Regions from separate parts of the Mus musculus genome. Here regions 1, 3, 4, 5 and 6 are each linked to region 2. The links are chromatin contacts, called in public HiChIP or PLAC-seq and promoter capture Hi-C maps. All regions are on one chromosome and are shown on one strand. The core of a region is the stretch at or near the end of the contact, and the rest is flanking DNA. Distances in the headings are between cores, read along the strand shown. Region 1 holds the start of Hmox1 (heme oxygenase 1). Region 2 holds the start of Sin3b (transcriptional regulator, SIN3B (yeast)). Region 3 holds the start of Rasd2 (RASD family, member 2). Region 4 holds the start of Atp13a1 (ATPase type 13A1). Region 5 holds the start of Tom1 (target of myb1 trafficking protein). Region 6 holds the start of Isx (intestine specific homeobox).

Evidence for each region. Promoter capture Hi-C pulls out the DNA fragments that hold promoters and counts their contacts. HiChIP or PLAC-seq counts read pairs in DNA pulled down with a chosen protein or histone mark.
Region 1: a contact with region 2 is called in a promoter capture Hi-C map of liver, with 11 times the contacts expected there. The contact joins the promoter of Hmox1 here to the promoter of Sin3b in region 2. A contact is called at or near these places in 7 of 39 promoter capture datasets (cranial neural crest, embryonic stem cells, frontonasal cranial neural crest and 4 more), 1 of 484 Hi-C or Micro-C datasets (B cells), 8 of 115 datasets of contacts at active chromatin or transcription factors (acute myeloid leukemia, embryonic forebrain, embryonic hindbrain and 5 more) and 1 of 9 other capture datasets (adipose tissue).
Region 3: a contact with region 2 is called in a promoter capture Hi-C map of hippocampal neurons, with 11 times the contacts expected there. The contact joins the promoter of Rasd2 here to the promoter of Sin3b in region 2. A contact is called at or near these places in 2 of 39 promoter capture datasets (cranial neural crest and hippocampal neurons) and 1 of 115 datasets of contacts at active chromatin or transcription factors (stem cell-derived neural progenitor cells).
Region 4: a contact with region 2 is called in a promoter capture Hi-C map of pre-B cells, with 4 times the contacts expected there. The contact joins the promoter of Atp13a1 here to the promoter of Sin3b in region 2. A contact is called at or near these places in 1 of 39 promoter capture datasets (pre-B cells) and 1 of 9 other capture datasets (liver).
Region 5: an H3K27ac HiChIP or PLAC-seq map of extraembryonic endoderm stem cells shows a contact between it and region 2, with 15 times the contacts expected there. The contact joins the promoter of Tom1 here to the promoter of Sin3b in region 2. A contact is called at or near these places in 6 of 39 promoter capture datasets (cranial neural crest, embryonic stem cells, frontonasal cranial neural crest and 3 more), 8 of 115 datasets of contacts at active chromatin or transcription factors (cardiomyocytes, differentiating embryonic stem cells, embryonic limb bud and 5 more) and 2 of 9 other capture datasets (adipose tissue and embryonic stem cells).
Region 6: a contact with region 2 is called in an H3K27ac HiChIP or PLAC-seq map of embryonic stem cells, with 12 times the contacts expected there. The contact joins the promoter of Isx here to the promoter of Sin3b in region 2. A contact is called at or near these places in 3 of 39 promoter capture datasets (cranial neural crest, embryonic stem cells and hippocampal neurons) and 5 of 115 datasets of contacts at active chromatin or transcription factors (astrocytes, embryonic stem cells, neural tube and 1 more).

The regions. Positions count from the first base shown.
Region 1 is chr8:75,091,270-75,094,902 of GRCm38.p6, reverse strand. Hmox1 (heme oxygenase 1) reads right to left here and starts at 1,285. Exons shown (of 5, transcript NM_010442.2): 1 at 1,131-1,285. The coding sequence starts at 1,153.
Region 2 is chr8:72,721,243-72,724,928 of GRCm38.p6, reverse strand. It overlaps Sin3b (transcriptional regulator, SIN3B (yeast)), which reads right to left and starts at 1,659. Exons shown (of 19, transcript NM_009188.4): 1 at 1,521-1,659; 2 at 779-885. The coding sequence starts at 1,619.
Region 3 is chr8:75,211,797-75,215,466 of GRCm38.p6, reverse strand. It overlaps Rasd2 (RASD family, member 2), which reads right to left and starts at 1,523. Exons shown (of 3, transcript NM_029182.1): 1 at 1,389-1,523.
Region 4 is chr8:69,789,182-69,792,752 of GRCm38.p6, reverse strand. It overlaps Atp13a1 (ATPase type 13A1), which reads right to left and starts at 1,590. Exons shown (of 26, transcript NM_133224.2): 1 at 1,112-1,590. The coding sequence starts at 1,498.
Region 5 is chr8:75,031,248-75,035,201 of GRCm38.p6, reverse strand. It overlaps Tom1 (target of myb1 trafficking protein), which reads right to left and starts at 1,516. Exons shown (of 15, transcript NM_011622.3): 1 at 1,375-1,516. The coding sequence starts at 1,426. Hmgxb4 (HMG box domain containing 4) reads right to left here. Exons shown (of 11, transcript NM_178017.2): 11 at 3,224-3,954.
Region 6 is chr8:74,870,991-74,874,728 of GRCm38.p6, reverse strand. It overlaps Isx (intestine specific homeobox), which reads right to left and starts at 1,555. Exons shown (of 4, transcript NM_027837.3): 1 at 872-1,555. The coding sequence starts at 1,088.

The DNA of each region.
Region 1 (3,633 bases), core at 36-2,535, 2.4 Mb before region 2:
CATGGTGGTCTGAGAAATGACTCCTTTCAAGTCCTCTGACCTTCACATGTTTAATGTGTCACTCTACATGCACAATAAATAAAATGTAATGAGACACTTTAAATAAAAATATAAAAATAAGGTTGGTGGGCTGGAGAGGTGGCTCAGCGGTCAAGAGCACTGACTGCTCTTCTAAAGGTCCTGTGTTCAATTCCCAGCAACCACATGGTGGGTTCTGACACCTTCATCTGCTGTGTCTGATGACAGCTATAGTGTACTCATATACATTAAATAAATAAATAAATAAATACATAAATATTTTAAAAAAAAACTTTTTTTTAAAAAAAGTATGATTGGGTTTATTAAAAAAAAAAAAAAAAAGAGCTGGGTGGAATGGCACATGCCTCTAATGTCAGCACTAGGGAGGCAGAAGCAGACAGATCTCTGAGTTCTAGGCCAGCCGGATCTACAGAGTGAATTCCAAGACATCCAGGGCTACAAAGAGGAACTCTGTCTCAAAAGTCAAAGAGGAGAAGGAGGAGGAGGAGGAGAAGGAGGAGGAGGAGGAGGAGGAGGAGGAGGAGGAGGAGGAGGAGGAGGAGGAGAAGCCAAGCATGGTGGTGGAGCACGTTCAATCTCAGGAAGCAAAGTGAAGCGAACTGGAGTTCAAGGCCAACTTGATCTACTAGGGAGTTCCAGAGTTCCAGGACTACATAGACCCTGTCTCCAAAACAAAACACACAAAAACCCCTCCTCTCCCCACACACCCCCAAACAAAAAACACCCCAACCTCAGCACCCTCTAGTTCTGCTACTGGCCTCCCTGCATCTTACAAATCGTCTGAGGTTGGAAATTGATAAGTGACCACTCCGCGCCAGCAAAAGACAAGCTCCCCAACCCCCAACCCCAAGAATAGTGAGTACGGGTTCCAGGACTTAGCAGTGCGTTCACCATCCCTCAAACCTGGATACTACAAGACACTCCCAATCGTCACCTCCAGCGTGTCAGAGGAGTGAATCACATTTTCTCCCTCCAGCTTCCCATAGCTACAGGTAGACTGGGCGGTAACTCGTCCCCTGGCCCCGCAGCCTGCATTCCCAGGCAGGATAAGGGACACCGGTCACAGCTCCCTTCCCCACACAGTCGCTTGCCTGTCGGGCTGTGGACGCTCCATCACCGGACTGGGCTAGTTCAGGCTGGTTCTGCTCGATTCAGGCTCCGGGCTATGCTCGAGACGGCTCTGCGCGGGCAGGCTCCACTCACTGGTTGTATGCGGAAACTCTGGAGGCGACTGGAGACCGTGAGCGAGCAGCTGCCCGCGCCAGCCCTTTAAGTACGCGGGTCACGTGGTGGCCGCCCAGCTGAGCCGGCGTTCTCGCTGCTGTTGCAACATCCAGCCCGGAGGCGGGCCCTGCCTGTAAGGGGATAAATCATATGACTCTGGCAAGTCTGTTACAAAAAAAAGGGAGAGAGAGAGAAAAAAAAGAGAAGAGAAGAGAAGAGAAGAGAAGAGAAGAGAAGAGAAGAGAAGAGAAGAGAAGAGAAGAGAAGAGAAGAGAAGAGAAGAGAAGAGAAGAGAAGAGAAGAGAAGAGATCTGAATGAGTTGCCTCTTGGCAGAATTTGGGTCCTTTCCAGAACCCTCTACTCTACTCAGTGACAGGAAGACGGGAGTAGCCCTTCAGGAATCTTGAAGGTTTCAGAACTATAAGACGATCCTAAATGTGAGATGCTGGTGGGCAAACCCAGGGATTGACCCACACTACCTGAGTCTACCTTCCCGGAACTCTTAGGATAGCTGGTTTTTTCAATCCTTTATGTTCACAGTTCTGCTTGGTTTGCTGACACTTGCCTTGATTAACTTTTCCATGGTTTATCCCTATATATCATGGTGGGGACATAGATGGCTCCAGTTTTACAGGTGGGGAATCTGAGCTGGAGGTTGAAGTGTTCTGCCCAGGGTCTCATGGAGTGCAGCACCCGAGTGTTTGGCTGCCTTCTCGGCGCTCTCCTAGAACCTGGTCCACACCATGACTTCCTGATGCCCAGGTACAGAAGACTGTGAAGTCAGGACACATAGCTCTGACACATCTATCACCACAGATACCCACTGCTGCTTAGCAGGGTAAGGCTTGGAATTCACCTTCTGAATTCCTGATGAGCTGGACTCTTCAGTACAGAACAGACATGACACAGACATACTGGGTGGTTCTTCAAAGCCTCCATAGTTTTGTATGTCCTCTTTTGTTGTTGTTAAAAGTATTTACTTCTTAAAATATTTCTTTAAAAAGTATTTACTATTTTCTGGGTAGTGATGGCACATTCCTTTAATTCTAGCACCTAGGAGGCAGAGGCTGGCAGATCTCTGTGAGTTTGGAACCAGTGTGGTCTACAGAGTGAGTTCCAGGACAGCAGAGGTTACACAGAGAAACCCTGTCTGGAGAAGACAACAATGAAAAGAATATTATTTATTTTATGTGTGTGTATAGGCCCATGTATATGTATGCATGCATTCATGCTGGGTGCATATAGGTGCCTGAGAAGGCCAGAAAAGGGCATTGGATCCCCTAGAACTGGGAATTAAGGTGGTAGTGAGCTGCCCATGCTCACAACTGAATTCAAGTCCTCTGTAAGAGCAGAAAGTACTGTCAACCACAGGCCATCTCTCCAGCCTCAAAATGACTTTTGATGTCAACAAAGATTTCATTCTTTTGTTTCTTTGTTTTGTTAATCCTGAGATTCTCCAGAAAAACCAACTCCAACATTTTGGGCCAAGTTAGAAGCAAGCTTTAAATATTAAATACTAACCTTTGGGGATGGACTTTGACCAGGTATGTTCTCTGGGATTTCCCAGCTGATAATGGCCTTGAGCCTCATGTTTCAGGGGTTTATAAGGACAAACCTATAGGCTCAGTACTTTCCCATGACCTACAACTCCCTGCATTCGGGTAGTTACCTCTGGTGTTCCTAAGCAGGAGGGATTTACAGTTAATTTTGGACATTATATTTTCTTTCTTCCCCCCCCCAAAAAAAACAGGGTTTCTCTGTGTAGCCCTGGCTGTCCTTGAACTCACTTTGTAGACCAGGCTGGCCTCAAACTCAGAAGACCAGGCAAAACTCAAACTCAGAGATCTGCCTGCCTCTGCCTCCCAAGTGCTGGGATTAAAGGCGTGCACTACCATGACTCGCTCTTCTTCTGTTTTTAAGGCTAAAATGAAATGGTGGTTCTAAGTCCTCGACTCTGAGAGAAGGAGAATGGAAGTCAACAACTGCCCATCAAGGGTTGATTCCCCACAGAGGGGAATGGGATGGCCAAGTCTCACCTGCATGTACCCAAGAATCTGTGGCACACGGTAAAGAGAGCTGCCATTTCTCTGCCACGAGAAGCAGTGACAATGGAATAACAGCTCATAATAACGGAAGAACACACACACACACACACACACACACACACACACACCCGGCATGCAGACAACTCATTTCACTCTCTCAGGAACTCCACCAAAGAAGTACAGGTATCAGCTGGCTTTACAAACCAGGACACTGAGGCTTAAGATAAGGATGTGAGTTCACTGTAACAGGAGGACGTTCACAGTCCCTGGAAAGCAGGTGGCATATCTTCTGCCTTCGAATGGATTGGCAGGAAAAGTGGCCAT
Region 2 (3,686 bases), core at 410-2,909:
GAATATCCACAAGAAACCAGCCCAGGCCGTCTACACTTCCTGAGAGCAGACAGGCAGGTCAGTACCAAGATCTGTGGGAAGCGGTCTGACTGACAGCCTGGGTTCTAGCTCCACCCACCTGTCACTAGGATGAGTCCCTTACCTAAACCAAGCCACACCTCCCAGAAGATTCTAGAAGACACGGACATTAACTCAGAAACAACCCAATACGCCTAACTGCTCTGTGTCTACAAAACAGTTCCTGTTCATACCACACTGGTTCCAGATTAGTAAGTGCTATTGAAAAGCATCGTAGGGACAAGAGCTAAGAGATCATAAGTAATATTTTCCTGCAGTATTAACAAAAAATGCTTCCCCAAACAATCAAAATCTGTACCCCATTTATTTTCTGTATTTGGGCATGTACCACAGATCTCAAGGGCAGGTCAACAACTTGTAGGAGTTAATTCTCATCTCTCTAGGGCTGAAACTCGGGTGGTCAGGCTTGGTGGCTGGCACTGCTACCCTCTGGGACATCTTACCCACCCCCAAATCAACATTTTAAATAAAGACTACACCCAACACTCCCTGTTCAGGCCTCGATTCCCCAATTCCTTCACCCCTTCCAGGAATCCCATCAGTTCCTCAGAACCACCTCATCTTGCGACTGTTTTAGAAGAGATTCCCAGGGCCCTCCAATCCTGTGCATGATTAACAGCTGAGGAGACACAGTGTAGTTGGTTTGGGGGTTAGAGGGCTCAGCCCCCAGCTCCTGGGTGTACAAGGCCCTGCAGATTACCTCTGGCTTTTGAACTCCTTCATGATCTCCAGGAAGCCGTTGTAGGTGGCAGGGTCACTGCCAAAGCGGATCTTCACCTGGTCGAGGTAGGTGAGAGCGTCCTCCACCTGTGGGGAACAAGAAGGCCAGAGGTGGGCCAGGGTCGCGCGATGCAGTGACTGATGGCTGGAAGGCCAGGGATAGAAGAGGGGTGGCACGGGGCAGCAGAGGGCCGCGAGGATAACTGCGGTGTTACTGGGAGGGCCGACGTCCGACTAGAAGGACCGAGAGCCTGCGGGTAGGACCAAGAGCCTGCGGGTAGTCCCGAGAGCCTGCGGGTAGTCCCGAGGGGCCTCGAGGAGTTCCGGGTTGGACCGAGGACCGGCGGGGACGACCGAAGGGTCTCGAGGAGGACGCGAAATCCCTTGGAAGACCGAGGGGCGTAAAAGGGAAACTACGGGCCAACTAGGAGGATCGAAGGTTTTCGGGGTGCACCGAAGGGTCCCGGGGATGACAGGGATCGCAGGAATGACTGAGAGATGTCGAGAAAGACCTCTGTATCTCTGAGAAGTCCGAGGAGCGGCGGAAATGAATTGTTAGGGGGAAACCGAGGGGCTGCCGCGAAGACCGAAGGATTCCGCGGAAGGGGTGTGGGGTCCCCGGGCCCGGCTGCGCAGAGAGGAGGCCAAGGCGGGGCCGCACGGCGGGGCGCCATCCCCGCGGGGGTCCGAGTCCCCAGGAAGAGGCTAAGGACATCACTCACGTGCACCGGCAGCTTCTCGTGCCCTCCGGAGCCCGAACGACCCCAGCGGGAGCCACCGAATCCCCGGCCCGCGGAGCCTCCGCTGCCTGCATGCGCCATGTTGGAAGTCAGAGCCGCTTCTGCCCCGCCTCCGCCTGAGCCCTGGTCGCGCTTGCGCGGGCCCCGCCTCCTAGGGGGTGGAGACTCGTGGCGTCAAATAGGGGAGTGTCCACATAAGGGCCTTGCTGGACGGGGCGGGAGGTCTTTCTCAACTTATGTGCCCTGGGGGTCTGTGGCCACCTGGAAGGCCTAAAGTGTTTTTTGATTTGTTTTGTTGGAGGGAAAGAAAGTAAAGCAAAGTTGAAGAATATTTCAAAACGCATTAATTCTATAAACTTCACATTTCAGTGTGCAGGCTCGCTTGTGATCTCAGTACCGGGGAGTCTGAGAGGAGACCACTGAGAGGTCTAACCTAAACTGGGGTACATAGTTAAGACTGCATCTCTAGGGGCTGGAGAGATGGCTCAACGCTCAACGGTAAGAGCACCGACTGCTCTTCCGAAGGTCCTTAGTTCAAATCCCAGCAAATACATGGTGGCTCACAACCACTCGTAATGAGATCTGACGCCTTCTTCTGGTGCATCTGAAGACAGCTACAGTTTACTTATTTATAATCATAAGTAAGTCTTTGGGCAGGAGCGAGCAGGGTTGGCAGGAGCGAGCAGAGGTCCTAAAATTCAATTCCCAGCAGTCACATGAAGGCTCACAACCTTCACTGTAGTGTACTCAAATACATTAAATAAATAAAACTTAAAAAAAAAAAAAGAAAAAAGACTGCATCTTTAAAAAAAAAAATGACAGTTAGGTGTTGACCTTGTCTCAAAAAGAGAGAGAGGGAAAACAAGCTTAGATGTCTGTGTTGACCCAAGACCTCAATAGTGATATTTGCAAGGCTCTGGTGCTTTCTGGAACAAGTTTCTGAATGTCTATTCTGTGAGGTTGATACAGCAATGGGCTGTAGGTGAGCAGCATCCATTCAAGAGCCATGTGGACTGAATTCTTGCACTGGGTGTGTATGTGTGTGTGTGCACGTGTGTGTACATATGTGTAGGTAAACTCACTCCTGTGTGTGTGTGTGTGTGTGTGTGTGTGTGTGTGTGTGTACAGAGACCAGAGATGGGCACAATCTTTTATCACCCAGCCCTTGTGTTTTGGGGGCAGCATCTCTTACTGAACCTGTAGCTCATTGTCTTCACTTGATACAGTGGCCATGGGTCCACCTGTCTCCACAGTAGTGCTGGGGTCACAGCCCCTAGTCTGGATCCTCCTGCTTGCTTAGAGCAAGCTCTTTACCCATTAACTCCTCTCAGAGTGACATTCCTTGATTCCGTTCACAAATGTGTGCAAACCTGGATCATGGGACCTCTGCTTCCAGGCTGACCTATCCTCCGTTCCAAACACCTACATAGTGGCTCACAACTGCTTGTAACTCCAATTTCAGGAGATCTGGCACCTTCACTGACCTCTGTAGACACTAGGCACATGTGGTACACATGTGATACATGCCAATTGAATATCCATATATTCATAAAACAACTTTTAAATTTAAACAAGGTGGAAATCAGAAGAGGAAACTACTTGATGTGGACCTCTGGCCCCCACATGCTTCCATACACACATGCATCCCTATGTGCACATGATAACATAAGGACCTAATCAGCTCTCACCCCTTAGCTTCCTCCCTGCTGCCAGTGCCCTCCACGCTGTGAGGATGTGCTCCCAGCACATGCCAGCCAAATCCAAACTCCAGCAATCACCGGGCATGTCAAAAGTAATGGGGCTTTATACACATACTTATGACCCCAGAAGAGGTGGTTTTCTGGCAGGCATGGTGGCCAGCAATGAAGCAGTAGTGACAGAATCCTAGAGCAAGGTGGCAAGCCAAGATGACTACATTGGCCAGGTTAAGCGACTGCAATGTTAGTTTTGAGTCATTTGGAAAGAGGGAACCTCAACCAAGAAAATGCCTCCATCTAGCTGGCCTGTGGGCAAGTCTGTGGGGGATTTTTCTTAATTGATGGTTGATGTGGAAAGCTCCAGCCCACTGTGGGTTCTGACTATCCTGGGCTGCTGGTCCTGCTGAGTTTAAGAAATCAGGCTGAGCAAGCCAAGGGGAGCAAGCCACTA
Region 3 (3,670 bases), core at 274-2,773, 2.5 Mb before region 2:
GCAGGAACAGATGGGGACTCTAGTTCTCAGGAAAGTTGAGTGGCTGCCCGAGTCCAATCTCACCTCTTCAAAACACCACTCCCACCCCTCTAGTGGCTTCAACTAGTCTTCTCCTAATAGCTCTGACTCAGTGGAGCCCCAGTTGGCACTGGACAGGGAATGACTCTGTGATCCATGTTATAGTCCTGTTTCCTCTCTCCCTCTAGGCAGCTGGGGTGGCATCCTGCCCAGGACTCTGCATACCCTGCCAGCAGCTCACAAGCAGTGCAACTGTGGGCCATTCACCCTTGTGTCTGCCCCAGTGCTTGATGGGAGCTGAACAGGTACAGATTGGTCAGGATGAGTTCCTTGGGTGCACCCCAGAGCCAGGTTCACTACACTACCTGCCACACCTGTGTGCACATCCCAAGCCTCTTAGGACTGACACGCTGTAGTCCTGACTCCTCCCCTAGGCTCTGGGGAGTCTCAGGAGCTTTACAAAGCCACCCTTCCCATCCTGGGGATGTCAGGAGGGCAGAGAACAGGGGGCATCTGTTTCTGGATGATCAGCTGTGTCAGCACAGAACCTCTGAGTGATCTGGTTTGTGCACTCAGCTCACCTCTCTGTTAAACGTTGGGTAGAAACAAACGCAACACGGTCAGGTACCCAGAAACCTTTCCAATACAAGACTCTTTTCTTTGGGCAGTCTCTCTGAGTAGTCATGAGCCACCCGGCTGCTCCCAGCCCCGTGGACGACTTGCAGGGACTCTTTTTTGTCCCTCTGAGGCTTAGGAGGAACCTGAATCAGAGAGTCCAAAGCCGGTCGTTGCTCCAGACCCTAGTCTAGCTTCCAGGAGGTCCAGGACAATCCAATACCCTTCCTCATCCTTCGTGGACTGGTGGCAGAGGTGGGCAAGAGAGTGTGGCTCAGAGGCCCCACACACTGGCCACTTGAGTTCAGGAAACCATGGTAGCAAGGAAACATTGCAGGAAATGCTCCAAAGCTCAAGGGACGCTAGGATAGGTTAAAGGACCCCTGATCATTCTTGCTTGAGGTTTTATCTAGGGAGGGTAACTGCCTCTTCCTCTTGAGTCTCAGTTTCCTCCTTTTAAAGTGGACTGTCTCTTGGTCTAAAAGAAAGCTCCCAGGGACAAACGGAGCACACAAGAGCTCAATAAATCCACTTTCCTACGCTATGTAAGGGGCTAAAGACCACCAGAGGTAGTAGGCTAGGCATCTAGTGAGCTTAATGCTCTACGTGTATAAAGCATCTCAGCACGTAGAGGGTACAGTTTAAGTTTCCTTTGTCATAAAATGCCAGCGTCACCGAGCTTGCGTCCCTCTACTGAGCCGGCTGCCCCACTCCACCTAGCTACCTCTCCTGTTCTATTGGGATGTCTCCCTTACCTGAGAACAGCGGGACGGACCCCGAGCACGGCTTGGAGGGCTCCCTGGAAGCTCCTGGAGGTGCGGGGAGCCGCCTGCCGCTCCGACCGCTGAGTCTCCCGGCGTCTGCGGGGGCTCCAGGGTCACTGCGTACGGATCCTCCTGCGCGCGGCGCCCGGAGCTGGGCTGAGCGCGACAGGGCGAGGAGGCCCGCGGATCAGGGGATGATGACCCATGGGTGGGCTCCGAGGGCTCGGCGGGGCTGGGGCGCTGGGCTGGCTCCGGCTCGCCGCCGGCGGCCCTGCCCTGCCCCGACAGGGGGGACTCCGGTTGAGCCAGGTGCTCGAAGGTTTGGGGACGTCCAGTACGGGGTGCCCCCGCCTGGAGCTCCGCGCTGAAGGGGAAGGGGCACGACTCCGGGGATATAGAAGCGAACCCCGGAGACTCAGGAGGACTTTTGGGGGTGACGATCGGCCTACGAACCCGCCTGGCAGCTTACGTTACCTCCTTCTCTGGACGCAAAGCGGGTGGCCGCGTGCAGGGTAGAGGGGTTTGTGCGCCGGGCCGTCCTTCCCGGCTGCCCTCAGTCGGGCAGCCGACCCTCGCGGAAAGGACCGCCGCTTGCTCCTCGCCCGACGCCGCTAGCTGCGCTCAGCGCGCAAGTGGGAGGGGGCCTCGAACGCCGCCCCGAAGCTCAGCAGCTCCAACTTCGCCTGAAGCCCACGTCGCTCCGCACTGTGCCTCCTCTCCCCAAGCGAGGAGAAGTTTCTTAGGGTGGGTTCCTCCCTCGTGCTCTCCCGGTGGCTCAAGCTCGGGCTCCAGATGCGCAACCTACGCCTACCTCGGGCCCTGGCGCGCGCTACGTCCCGAGCCCACCTGCCCAGCGCCGCCGCCTGGGCTCTGCCGCCTGCACCCCGCCCCCGCCATGAGCAGCCAATCAGCGGCGGGTCCCGCGGCCAGGTCCCGCCTCCGCCCCACCCCAGTCTAGGAGCCGCGGCAATCTGCGGCTACGCGTGCCCGGGCGCGTGGGGCTGGGGCCGCGGGGGAGGAGGGCTATCCCGAGGCTTCGGCCACGCGCACCGTGACCGGAAGACCGTAAGGCACGGGCCTGGGAGGCTGACACTGAGCACGCACTCGCCCGCAAGCCAGCCCAAACTGTGGGAACCCGCTCCTGACCTCCCAACCTCGCCCTGAGCGAACCTCCACCCCCTCCGATGCCCACCTACGTTCGCCGGGAGCCCGGTCCAGGCCGCGGCTTCCATTGCGAACGCTTGGCCTGCGGAGCACATGGGCGGCACACGTGCAGCCACGAGGGGCCCTGAATCACCTTGGGTAATGGAAGCAGCTCAGAGTGAACTCTATGGAGAGACCTCCTCTGGCTTGGTGGGACCTAGTCTTCCCGTCCCTGACAGAGCCAGAGCGTGCTATCCTAGGGAGCGCTTTGAACCAAGCCAGACATCAGGCGTTCTTGCTTCCACGGGCCACATATTTCTTAATGTTTTCTTTAATCCAAGACCCGCTACCCCCAACACATTTTTCAGTCTCATTAATGTCATTGCCTTACATGGGAAGCCTGTGTCCCAGGCCATAAATAGAAGGTTAGTATAAAACAAGCCCGAAAACAAAGCAAGGCCTCTGAACTGCAGCTGGAGCCTGCCTTTATCCAGGGAGATGTGCGGGCGAGGCTTGGAAGGGGTGGAAGTTCTTTCGCCCAAAGCAGACATTTTTCTACGGACTCCTTTAGGTGGACCAGAAAGAAGTAGGTGCTGTGTTCCCTTCAATTCCTGGTCCTGCGCATAGGGAATGTCTCCTTTGTGGGACAGCCTTCTCTGGGAGCTGTGTGTGTCATAGGCAGGAAAGCCTGGGTGAGAGCTCTGTGCTCCAGTTCTGTCGCTCACCACCCAAATGTTCCTCCCTGGACCAGTTGTGGAAGTCTCTGGTCCATGCTTGGGTTATTTTTGAATGAGCATCAATACTGCCAAGTCCATTGAGTAACAAAATCGTTAACATGGCCTTGGGCTTAAAACACAGGAAATGGGTTGCTCATCAAACATTAAAGTATCTTGACATCCTCCAGGAATACTATATGAGAGAAGATGCATCGGGATGGGGGAGGGGCCAGGAAGAGGTGGTTTGCCGGTCCCCTTGGGCCGGGGTTTAAGGCCTAAGTCTAGGCTTCAATGTAGCTAAGAGACTTGCCCAAGGTCACCAGTAGCAAACAAATGGCAAAATCCTAGTCCTGTGCCCTTTCCCAAACCAGACTTGACTTCTAGGAACTAGCTTTAGCCCGGAGAGTTTGCACT
Region 4 (3,571 bases), core at 341-2,840, 2.9 Mb after region 2:
ACATGAGCGCAAGCGCTTACACACACACACACCCATCTATTGACCCTGGGTGCCAAGCTCAGAAATTTGGGCCCCTCTTCAGGGATAAATATTAATGAAGGAAACAGGATGCCTTCTCTTGGTACTAAGAATTCAATGCGCACACATAGCCATTGAGGGTGTATATGAGGGTACTCAGGATTTCCTTCAGTCACTGACACTGCCTCCCTTTTCTAAAGACCTACCCAGAACAGATATTGGTGTGCCAGGCTTCAAATCTGGTGATCTGTAGTGTGCTCACTGGGTATTACCCTCAACCTAGAGTACCTTAAAGTCAGTGCTTCCTGTAGTGACACTATGTTTAGAGTTCTGAATTTAGAATCACTGCACCATTCTGACAAGCCCTCATCTTAACCATACCTTACCGATAACTTGAGACTCTACGCTATTTTAAGTCACTTACAAGTAGTTCCTGGCCATCTTCAGCACCAGAATGAATTACACTCTCTTTTGGGTCTAGCAAGGGACAGACAGAAGCTGAACACTGGGCCATAGGACTTGGCTTCATACATTTGGGGGTATTACCCCACAGGTCTAATCTAACACTTAAAAAAAAAAAAAAGAAAGAAAGACCAACACAAGAGTAGAAGCCAGAAATAGTGACACAGGCTTTTAACCCGAGAACTCTGGAGGCAGAGCTAGGCGGTTCTCAGTGAGTCCTAGACGACCCAAGGCTGCATAGTGAGATCCTATCTTACAGGAAAAAAAAAAAAAGAGTAAGAAAAGAAAACCAAAACCAAGGTAGGAGATGACGGAGAAGCAAGGCGGAACCGTTCCAAGAACAATACACCATATGGGAGCTAAGAGAACAATTCACACTAACAGTAGCATATGGATCCTGCTCTAAGTGTGTTCCAGGTGTTTCTTGTGAATCAAAATAACCAGCCACAACTGCATGGCGAGTCACAGCGGGGTCAGAAGTAGGCCTGAGCCATAGGACAGGGGGCGCCGCTGGAGAATCGAGCTGTTAAGATTGGAGACTCGCAAGCCCGCGGCAGCCCGGTACCCCCGCTAGGCCCCATTGTGCCTGGGTCCCGGTCCGGGTCGGGGTCGGGCGCGCGCGCGCACTTACCGGGGTGCAGGTGAGCGCGCAGTGCGCGTGCACAGACCAATGCCCCGACAGGACAGTGAGTGCGTGCGCGAGGCAGATGGTGGCGAGCGCCAGCAGCGCGGCCTCGGGTATCTGGGTCCAGCTGCTGCCCCATCCCCAGCAACCGCTGGCGGCGGCGCCCAGCCAGGCTGGGTACAGCAGCCCGGCAAACGGCAGCACGGTGAGGCGCCGCAGAAGCGCCAGCCGCCGGTACGGCCACACGGCGGCCACCAGTTCGTCGCCGTTCGCTATGAGTGCTGGCCCGGCAGCTAGGCCCGGCCGCAATCGCGACCCAGGCTGAGGAGACCCGTTGTCCCGGGCCCCGCCAGGCCGGGCTCCGCAAGGAACCGCGTTGCCCACCACCGCCATCTTTCCCAGCGCTGCGCTGGCTTCCGGCAGAGGCACCGCCCCACTTCCGGTCTATTACTTCCGGTAAGGTCTGAGCGCCACCTTGGAATAGGAAGCGCCTAGGTAAACCGTTAGGTGGGTTAACACAAGTGTCTGTTCAGGGCGCCGCCATGACAAAGAAGGTACCAAAGGTCCAAATCAGCTTGCTAAGGTCGGCCGTGGCGAACTAAGAACGCAAAAGATGTAGACGGGCAGGGCGGGATTGACATCAGCAAGAGACCCTGAAACGGAAGAGCCCGTCCCTTCTCAGCAACTTTTCCGGCATCTATCTAGGAAAGAGCCTCCGTTTGGGGAGGAGAAAAGCTTACCCTAAGATACAAACTTTAGGACTTGGGACCTTTTGAGGGCGGGTTTGGGAGGAGGCGGAGCTTTCGCAAGGTAGGGTTGAGGGTGCCTTTTCCATGCAAGCCATACGGTAATAAGTACACAAGGTCACATTAACATAAATGGAAAATTAGGTACTTATGAAATATACTATGATGCTTTATGCAACTATTCTGTACAAGTACTGTTATTTAAACACAGCCATAAGAAGGTTTTGAAGATTTAAAAATATATAAGTATGTATCTGTCTCTGTGTGTGTGTGTGTGTGTGTGTGCGCGCGCGCGCTGTGCAGTTCCTACGGGGCCCTAAGAATTCGTCTGAGGTGGGAGCGGGTAAAAAAAAAAAAAAAAGAATGTGTCTGAATCCTGGATTTGGAGTTACAGTTAGTTGTGAGTGTGAGTTCTGGGAATTAAATACAGATCCTCTGGAAGAGCAGCCAGTGCTGATAGTGGCCGCTGCCTTTGACTCGCGAGTGCTGGCCACCCTACCCAGATCCAATATAGATCATTTTTATTCTTTTTCAATGTTATTTTGCTTGGTAGTGCAGGGCATCTCATGTATAAGCAAAGCTGAAGTAGGAAGATGACAACTTCAAGGTCATCTGAGAACTTAAGGAGACTTTTTCCAGACTTAAAAAAAAAAATAAAAGTGTTGGCTAGTTCAGTGTTAGAGTGCTTGCCCAGCATTCTTGAAATCCTGGGTTTCATTCTTTGTAAAAACAAACAAATAGAAAAACTCACACAGCCCCCTGACTGCAGCCTGCTGTTGCATAGTGATTTTCTCTCAGTTGAAATGACTGGAGGAAAGTTTGATAAGAGGACTAAGGAAGTTCTAAAGGCAGGCCTTGTCTCCTCGCTTCTCTTCACTCTATCCCACCCCAGGGGATTAGTCTCCAGTCCTTGGGCTTGGCAGCAAATGCTCTTGCCCTCTGAGCCTGCTCTCTACAGAGAGGTCCGTTAAGACTCAGGAAATAATTCAGAGGCTGAAGAAATTCCTGAAACCTTAGCAGGTGCAGCAGGCTCACTTCTCCCCGAGGTTATTAGGCAGGCAAGTTCATTGCAAGTACGGCGGAGAACTCTAGGTTTGCAGTTTGGAGTGATCACCATTTGGGGGTGTGCCTTCACCCCCAAATGACCTCTCAGTCATCCTTGCCAGCCAAGTTTAAGCAGCCACTAAGCCATATTCCTGCGATAACTCCAGTAAGCTCTCTGATTCATTGACTTGAACTTCAGTGTTTTTTTGTTTTGTTTTGTTTTGTTTTTCGAGACAGGGTTTCTCTGTGTAGCCCTGGCTGTCCTGGAACTCACTTTGTAGATCAGGATGGCCTCGAACTCAGAAATCCACCTGCCTCTGCCTTCCGAGTGCTGAACTTAAAGGTGTGCGCCACTATGCCCTGCTAAACTTAAGTGTTTTTATTACATTCATCTGTCATCTCTGGGGTGAGTTGACGTTTGTCCACATCTCTGTAGGAATAGTGTCACACAGCATAAATGGTGCCTGCACAACTGGGACTGGTAGAACCAAATAAAGGGAGAGGTAAGTGCCTGCTCCCTTCCTGGGCGCTGAGGCTGGGCCTGAGGCTGGTTCGTGTGAGGGAGAACATCTGTGGGTGAATCCCGTTATGGCTAGTTCTCCCTGTGGTGGAGAGTGATATGCTTTCCTGCTGTAGTGGTGGCTGCACGCTTCCTGCCATAGATGATAGGACAAGC
Region 5 (3,954 bases), core at 267-2,766, 2.3 Mb before region 2:
AGTCTCCTGGGTATAGGATTACAGATGTGAACCACTGCTTCTGGTGGGAAATTTCAAAACGTGTGGTTTCCCAGCCAGTTGCAAAGAGAACTGGGAACCCTACACCTGCCCATCTGAGTCTTGGATAGGTCTGACATGAACCCCAAGGCAGAAAGGGTCCAGCAGTGAGATTTAGTCAGTGTTCTGAGGTACTGATGTAGCAGTACTCTTAATCAGAAGTATTTCTTGCCCAAGGCAGGCAACTTTCAGGGCAGGAGAGATGCTGAGCTTTGAACTGACAGGCAGTTTAAAAGACTGAACCCAAAAGACTTTATCCAAAAAGTCTCAGGACTTTGAGGCTGGCTTTGAAGGCCAGACTAATTTGCCTGTTTTACATAGGAAATCTGCGAAGAAGACTGCCTTCTCTTTCCAGGTCTCAAACAACGATTTATGGTGAAGCACCTGGGCTTCAGGCATCAGAGCTCCCTTGCAGAGAACTGATGAGAACCTCAAAAGAGCTACTAACAGCTGCAGTGTTGGTTACAACACAGAGCTGGGTTAACAGTTTCAGGGGAAGCCTTAGCTTTCAGATTCGGCCTTCCCAATTTCACAATGCCGTCGGGACCCTTCAGGTAAGGGGGTATGGATGTCACGCCCAGACCACCCATTCCTGGGGAAACGTCGCCGCCTGGCCTTTGCCCGAGAGTAGGTGCTGGGAGCCGGCACCTTCCCATGGGCTCCAGCCCCAGTAGGTGGTAACACGTTGACAATGACAGGCGTTAGCCATGTGCCAGGAAACATCCTCAGTGCTATCTTATTAATGCATTTAATGATCAAACAAGTCCAGGAAGGCTGGGCCATGACCCTTTAACTATGGGCGAGGACCATCACGGGGGCGACGTCACATAAACCCGAGACTCCCGACCATGGGGACAGAGGCGCGGCCGAACCTAGACACCCCGGCGTCTCGGAATGTGAAGAGTCGGTGACGCGGCGAATGATCAAGACGCCGCCAGCCCGGGAGGGGCTCTTAGTCTGCGCGCGCCCGGTGGTGGCGCGGCCCAACGCCTTCTCATCACAGCAGTCCCTTTAACCCAAACTTTCTCCCTCTACTCGGACCCCAGCACGCACACATTGGCTGAACCACATCCGCCCAGGACCGCCTCCTTCCACTGCCTATTGGCTACATCAAGCATCAATCCCCATATAAGACTTCCGATTGGCCCGTGTTCTTGTCAATCAGGTGGGTCATAGGGTGGGCGGAGCCCAGAGCGCCGCGCCAGCCTCACCGCCTAGCCTCCCTCCTGTCTGCCAGACTGCGGACTCCGACAGGTCCCAGGGCCAAGGCCAGAGCGGCACACAGGGGCGGGACTGCGCGCGGCTCCGGGGACTCACCGATCCGTTGTCCCACCGGAGAGCTGAACGGATTTCCCAGGAGAAAGTCCATTGCCGCGGCTACCGCTGCCACCAGCTCCCAGAATCAGGTGACAGCAACCGCCGGCGCCGCCGACCCGCCACGTGACCCGTTGGCCAGCCCGCGGGGTGGTGCCGGCAGGCGGGGGCTCTGGAGCGCAGCCACGAGGCCCCGCCCCCTACTAGGCTGCCCCTGGGCCGTGGCTGACGCCACACCAGGGCGGGGCCTGGGAGGGCCGGCTTCTAAGCCACGCCCCTGAAGCTTCAGTGCGCGCCACTGTGGAGCCTGGAAGTCTTGACATCCTGAAACTGGGTCTCTGGCCAGGGAAAGACCTGGGTCAGGTTACGCATACTCAGACAGGTATTAGTATTAGTGTCTTAGCCTTTAGTCCTGGGGACCAAGCCCTGAGGATGACAGCCTCCTTGCCCAAGTCGGACTCGAAATTTCCATTTGATGTCTCCCCGCTCCAAGAGCCAGAGGAGGCAAGGGCCTGGGTTTTTGCTCTCTTGAGACAGAGAATGAACTGCCTGTCCTGTGGCAAATGCTTTCACCTCATAAGCCACCTCATCTGCCTTGGCTCTCACCTGGCAAACCGGAAAAGTGCTTTTTCCTTATCTGTTCCCCTCAGCTGTAAATATCCATAATGTAATGCTTTCAGAGTATTGAGGTGACATGAAAATCACTCATAAGGCATTCCGTAATGGTTGCTTCCTCCTTGCTGTATCTTTGTAAGGCATTATGTTTTAAACTTTTAAATTTTTTTTTAACTCTATATGTGTGTGTTCCATGGTGCATACAGAGAGGTCAGAAGAAAACGTGGAGGAATCGATTCTCTCACCACATTTAATCTGAGATTAAACAAGTACTGTGGGCCATCACACTTCCTCCTCCATTTTGGCAGGGCTCATACCTAGGACTTTGCCACACTGAAACCCGGTGCTGCAGTCCCCCCCACCCCCCCTTTTTTTTTGACAATATCCCTTGTCTGGCCTCAAACTCAGATCCCTGGGGTGTTGGAATTGGAGAAGTATGTGCATCATAGCATGCAGCCTTATTATTATTATTATTTTTTTTTTGCTACTTATGACTTTTAACATTTTGTTTTTCCATTAACTTTTTCCTTAACCATGAAAGGTCAAATTTCCATATTTCAATGTTCACAGTATTAGCACATATTCACTTCAGGCCATGTGGCTGTTGACTCAGAGACAAGGAGGTGACATCACATTTTTTTTTTATTTAAAATAGACAAGACTCTGGAAAGCTCCTGGGATATGAACTGTCTGTTTTTTGGCATAGAATTTTCATGCAACTCTGACAAAAGATTGATGGATACTTTTTGATTTAGGCCAATAGCAATATTTTAAATGGTTTCATTTGCTATGCCACAACTATCATATTCTCTCCTTTTATAATACATGCAAATGATATTTGAGAGCCTTTACATATAAGGTGTGTTCAACCTGAGACCCAAGGGCTGCATGGCCCAGGATAGATAGGAACATGGTAACTTGACCTTTATTTCAGGATTTGGTTTTAAAATTTTTAAATTTTGTGTTTGTGTGTGTGTGTGTACCTCTGTGTGGGTATATGCACTTGTGTGCTGGTGCCTAAGGAGGCTACAGAGGGTGACTGATCCTCTGAAACTGGAGTTACATTCAATTGGATGAGTGTTGGGATCTAACTTGGGTCCTTATCAAGGGCAGGAAATATTCTTCACCAGTGAACCATCTCTTCAGCCCCCACTCCCTTATAGAGAAATGTCAGGGTAGAGTAGAGTTATACCGACTACGATTAGCCCAATTAGGGAAAAGACAGCTAAGACTGGACTATAAATATTAAAAATGAGATCTTTAATATAAGTACAAAATATTGTTTCTTTATACAACTGTAATAGGATTTGGATCAAACCACTAGGATTTATTTAAAAAAACAAAATAAAACAATGATATAAAAACAGCAAGAAGGCCTGAATCCAAAATTTTTCCTCTAATAGTACCAAATACCACAAGGTACAGATTATTATACAAATGTGTACAAATCTTTAATACAAATACAACAGGGCTAGGCTTCAGAGGAAAACAAACCCGAAAAAGCCGGTTCTCCTTAGGAGTTCACTACTGTCTGTAGCAAGGGCAATGGAGGACTGGCTGCTTCCTCTACCACACATGTCTTCCCTGGCCTCTCCTTGATACCATTTCTCACAGGAAACTTCTGCAGGGTCAAATGAGGTTCTGACATGTTAACTCAAATGGAAATTTCTGCTCTGCTTGATTTCAGTTCCCACATATTTCTGTTCCTTTCCCTATTTCTCAGATTAAATCTCAAAACTGCTCTGAGCTGACACAGTCCTGTGAGAAGCTTAGCTGTGACAGCAGTCGGGCTATGGGAAGGAGTTCCCTAGGATGCCAGCTGGCTACATGGTCCCCAAAGGTTTACTGTGATGCTGCCTCGTTCCATCCAGGCCATTAGAAGAAAGCATGGTTATTAACTCAGCTTGGTTTTGGCAGGGAAGGGAATCTCTCACCGAGTTCCCAAGCAACCCTGGAGCACTCAGCTAT
Region 6 (3,738 bases), core at 306-2,805, 2.1 Mb before region 2:
GTGTGGGAAGGAAACGCTGTCAAGGACTCCCCTGAGCTATCTGCCCAGCATTTTCTTAGATGAAAGTGTGGAAAGGGGTAAGAGCTGGGTCTGATGTGAGACACTCCTGGCCTACAGACTCCTGACCAAATGGTCTTTGAAATTTCATAAGCACCAACATCACTCCCCACCCCACCCCACATTTATCGAACTGTTTCACAGAGTAAAGCTGAGATCAGAGAGGACAGGAACTCATCTAGAGTCACACAGCTCCCTAGCTCTTACACCTAGGGTATCCACCACCCTGAGTGGATGCTGGCTTGAATGAGAGCCTGACAACTATCTGCTTACTTATTTAGGTGCATTCCCTCTGGTGAATACAGACTTGGGTTTGGGGACTCTGTGAGGACAGACCCCGACAAAGTTTCAGCTACTAGAAGCCATGCAGGCTGAGCTCAGCTCATGGGGAGAATGTGCTAGAAGTAAGGCTTTGGGGTTCCAGGCCCTGAGTTCAGATTGTGACTTCCAGCTTTATAACTTGGTAACATTATCCATCTCTTTTCTTATTAGTCCAGTTATCACAATCTCTGTCCAAATGGAAGGAAAGTGCCCACCACCTCATCAGTGCAGAATGAATGTGACTGATAATTCCCAGCCATGGCCTGGTCACAAGGATAAGCTCTGGGCCCCTGCACATCACAATGACCTGAGCCTATGTGTTTATGCACTCTGAATACCACAGTTGTATATTAGACTGAAAGGCTTAAAAAGCAACTTGTTTAAGACCTACTATCCCTTTGGATGTCACAGCCCCCCTATTTTATTGACAGAGATCATTTGAGTCTCCCACCCCTTCCCCAAGAACAAAAGAAAATGACCAGAAATCACTTACCTTGGGGCTGATCCTGTGGGGGCCTCTCCAGCTTGGAACCTGGGATAGTTGTCTGCCTGGAGTCCTCTTTACAAATGCTTTGTGGTCTGGGCAAACTTCTTCTTTCTGTGGGTTTCTTCAGGATTGCCTCAATGGAGAAGGACAAGCCCAGATTCTCTGGGGCTTCACAGTATCCTGAACTCTTCTCCATGTCCCTGTGGATCGTAGGGCCTGCCATGGCCTAGCCCTGCTGCTAGGAGGAACACTCTGTGTGTGCCCAGGGAGATGCCAGCAGAGGGTGGTATATTTTCTTCCCGGAGCTTCTGGGGACACAGAGGTGGTGATTGGGAATCCTGATGCTGGGTAATTCAGCCACAATTCCTTGGACACAGGGACTTCCATGGACCTTGAACACCTTTAAGACTAGGAGGTGGCTTCCAGCAGAAGAGCTGGTAGGCACTTGTCCTCTATCCACAGGTCTATAGTTGTCACCAAATAGAGGTTCAATTTTCCAGAGAGGATCTTCTTGGTGGTGGAGGCTTTCACAGTTACCAGCCTAGGCAAGGATCCTGGAGCGAACTGAGTAATGGTACCAGAAAACAAAGAGAAAACAGGCAGGGTTGGTGGGATGAGGTTTGGAGCCAGCATCCACCTTTGTCCTCTCTCTGACTTGTGTCCCCTTCCTGCTGGCTTCAGGCAGTCCCTGGGAGGCTAGGCTGCCACCTATGGGCCCTAGATGGCCAAGTGAACCCTGAGCCTCTTTGTGGCTGAAAGGTCTTCTCAGAGGCCCTTCTGGACTTCCTCAACCCAGCTTCCAGTCTCAGGAATGAGACTTCCAGGGCTCCTGTGCCTCTGCAGATCTTCAGGTAGAGGCTAAGGTCGATGCTGGCTCCCTGCGGGGGTCTGTGCTCACTTTTACCTCAGGCCTGTGGTCTGAGGCCAGTGCTCTCTGGGCTGGTGTTGGCTTTATTCTGTTCTCTTCTCCCTGACTTCCAGTCACATAGTAAATTCTTTAGCCACTCGTTTCTCCTTCTTTTGGGGTTTCCTTATTAATTTTTCCTGCTTGATCACCCTTTACTGTCTTCAAGACAGCCACAAAGATTCCCAGTCCAGTAAACTCTGGGCTTGGAGCTGACAGTCACTGCTCTATCTTGCCAGGAATTCTGCTCAGAGAAATGTGTAACCAAGGAGGAGGGTGGGCTGATAAGGGAAACAAGTCCCCACCCTAGGAGATGGGATGGGATGCAGGTGTTGGGTGGAGAGCTGAGGGAAACAGCCAGGATTGGAGGATAGACACAGGATGCCTTGCAGAGGCGTGGTGCTGAAGAAATGGCCAGGTGGAACAGAAGAGCAGAAGGTGGGGGAGGAACGGCCAAGGCGCAGCGAAATGTGTTAAAACACTTAGGAGAATTTGTGGGATTTGCAGAGGTTTATAGGGTGAACCTGGGTGTGATGGGTGAGGCTCAGCCAGGGGTAGTCCCTCACAGATGTGTTTCTTGGCTTACCAGTGCTAGAGCAGGGAAGGCATTCTAAAGCGTGTGTAGGGCATATGGAGAAACCGAGGCTCAGAACAAAGGGGTACAGGGGATGGAGTGACAGGAGGAATTTAAGGACTGTCCTGCGAAGCCTCAGAGTGTTACAACACAGAATGACCAATGCCCTAACCAACTGTGAATGTGAACCTCATGTTAGAATGCAGACCTCTCTACAGGGGGATGTGGGGTAGGCACAGTTGTTCCCCTTTCTTTGAGTTGGAGGGGGAGGAGTTAGAAGACGGAGGACTTCCCTGAGATGGGGAAACAGACGAAGAGGTCCTGTTCAGGAGCAGATCTTCTGGAAGTGCCAGAATCTCTGATTTAGTGGGGAGAGATTAGGTTCTGCAGTGATCTACAGAGGCTCATGCCAGCTGGAAGAAGCAGGGATTTTCCAACAGTGAAGCCGCCATCTTCTGATTGATTGATTGCAGGCTCCAAGGGAGGGGCGAGAGCAAAGTGGAGAGTGTTAGTGAGTCAGAAGCCTTAAGTGGTTTATGGGATGTCTACTCCTGCTCTGCAGGCAGCCGAGTCACATGATTGGCTCTCTGAATAGATCCTGGTGCTTTCCTCAAAGCCTGAAACAAATTCATGAAGACAGCAACCAGTCTGGTGTTCTTATATATATTTACTTTCTGAGTTTGAAATTAATTGGCATTTCATTTCTGTCTCCTCATCTTGGTTTTAGGTTAATGTTTCACTTGGGTCAAGTAAAGAAATCTAGGAGAGGTGTGTTAACAAACAGCAAGTTGGACAAATGGACAGTTTGCTCACACAACAGTTAAATTTATGCATCTTGATCTAATGAAATCACAGAAAGAGAGTGCTATGTATATCTCCATTGCTTTATTTTGAACTAAAAGTCAGTGCTGGGAACAGCTACAGGTTGCTTATACAGGTTATCACCTGGTACAGAGCACAGCGAGTAATCGCCACTAGTAAAACGTAGAAGCTGCTGCCAAGTGTAACATCTCCAGTTTGAAGGGAGTGATATCAATTCTTTGTGACTATGATTTTACATAACTATTTAAAAAAACTACATAAAAACAAAACAAAACAACAAACAAAGAAACAAAGAAACAAAAAAACAAACCCAGGGGTGATGGAGAAGGCTCAGCATTAAGAGCACAGGCTGCTGTTGCAGAGGATCTGAGTCTGGCTCCTAGCACATACTTGGTGGTGAACCTTACTTGTAACTTCAGCTCCAGGGCATCAGCTGCCCTCTTCTGGCCTCTGCCAGTGCTGTACCCATGTGCCTGCACACGTAAGTACTCACATGTACTGTAAAGAAAAAAAAGTCTTAAGGAAGTCCATATGTCATACAAAATTATAAAACAGACGTCCTAAAATACACAA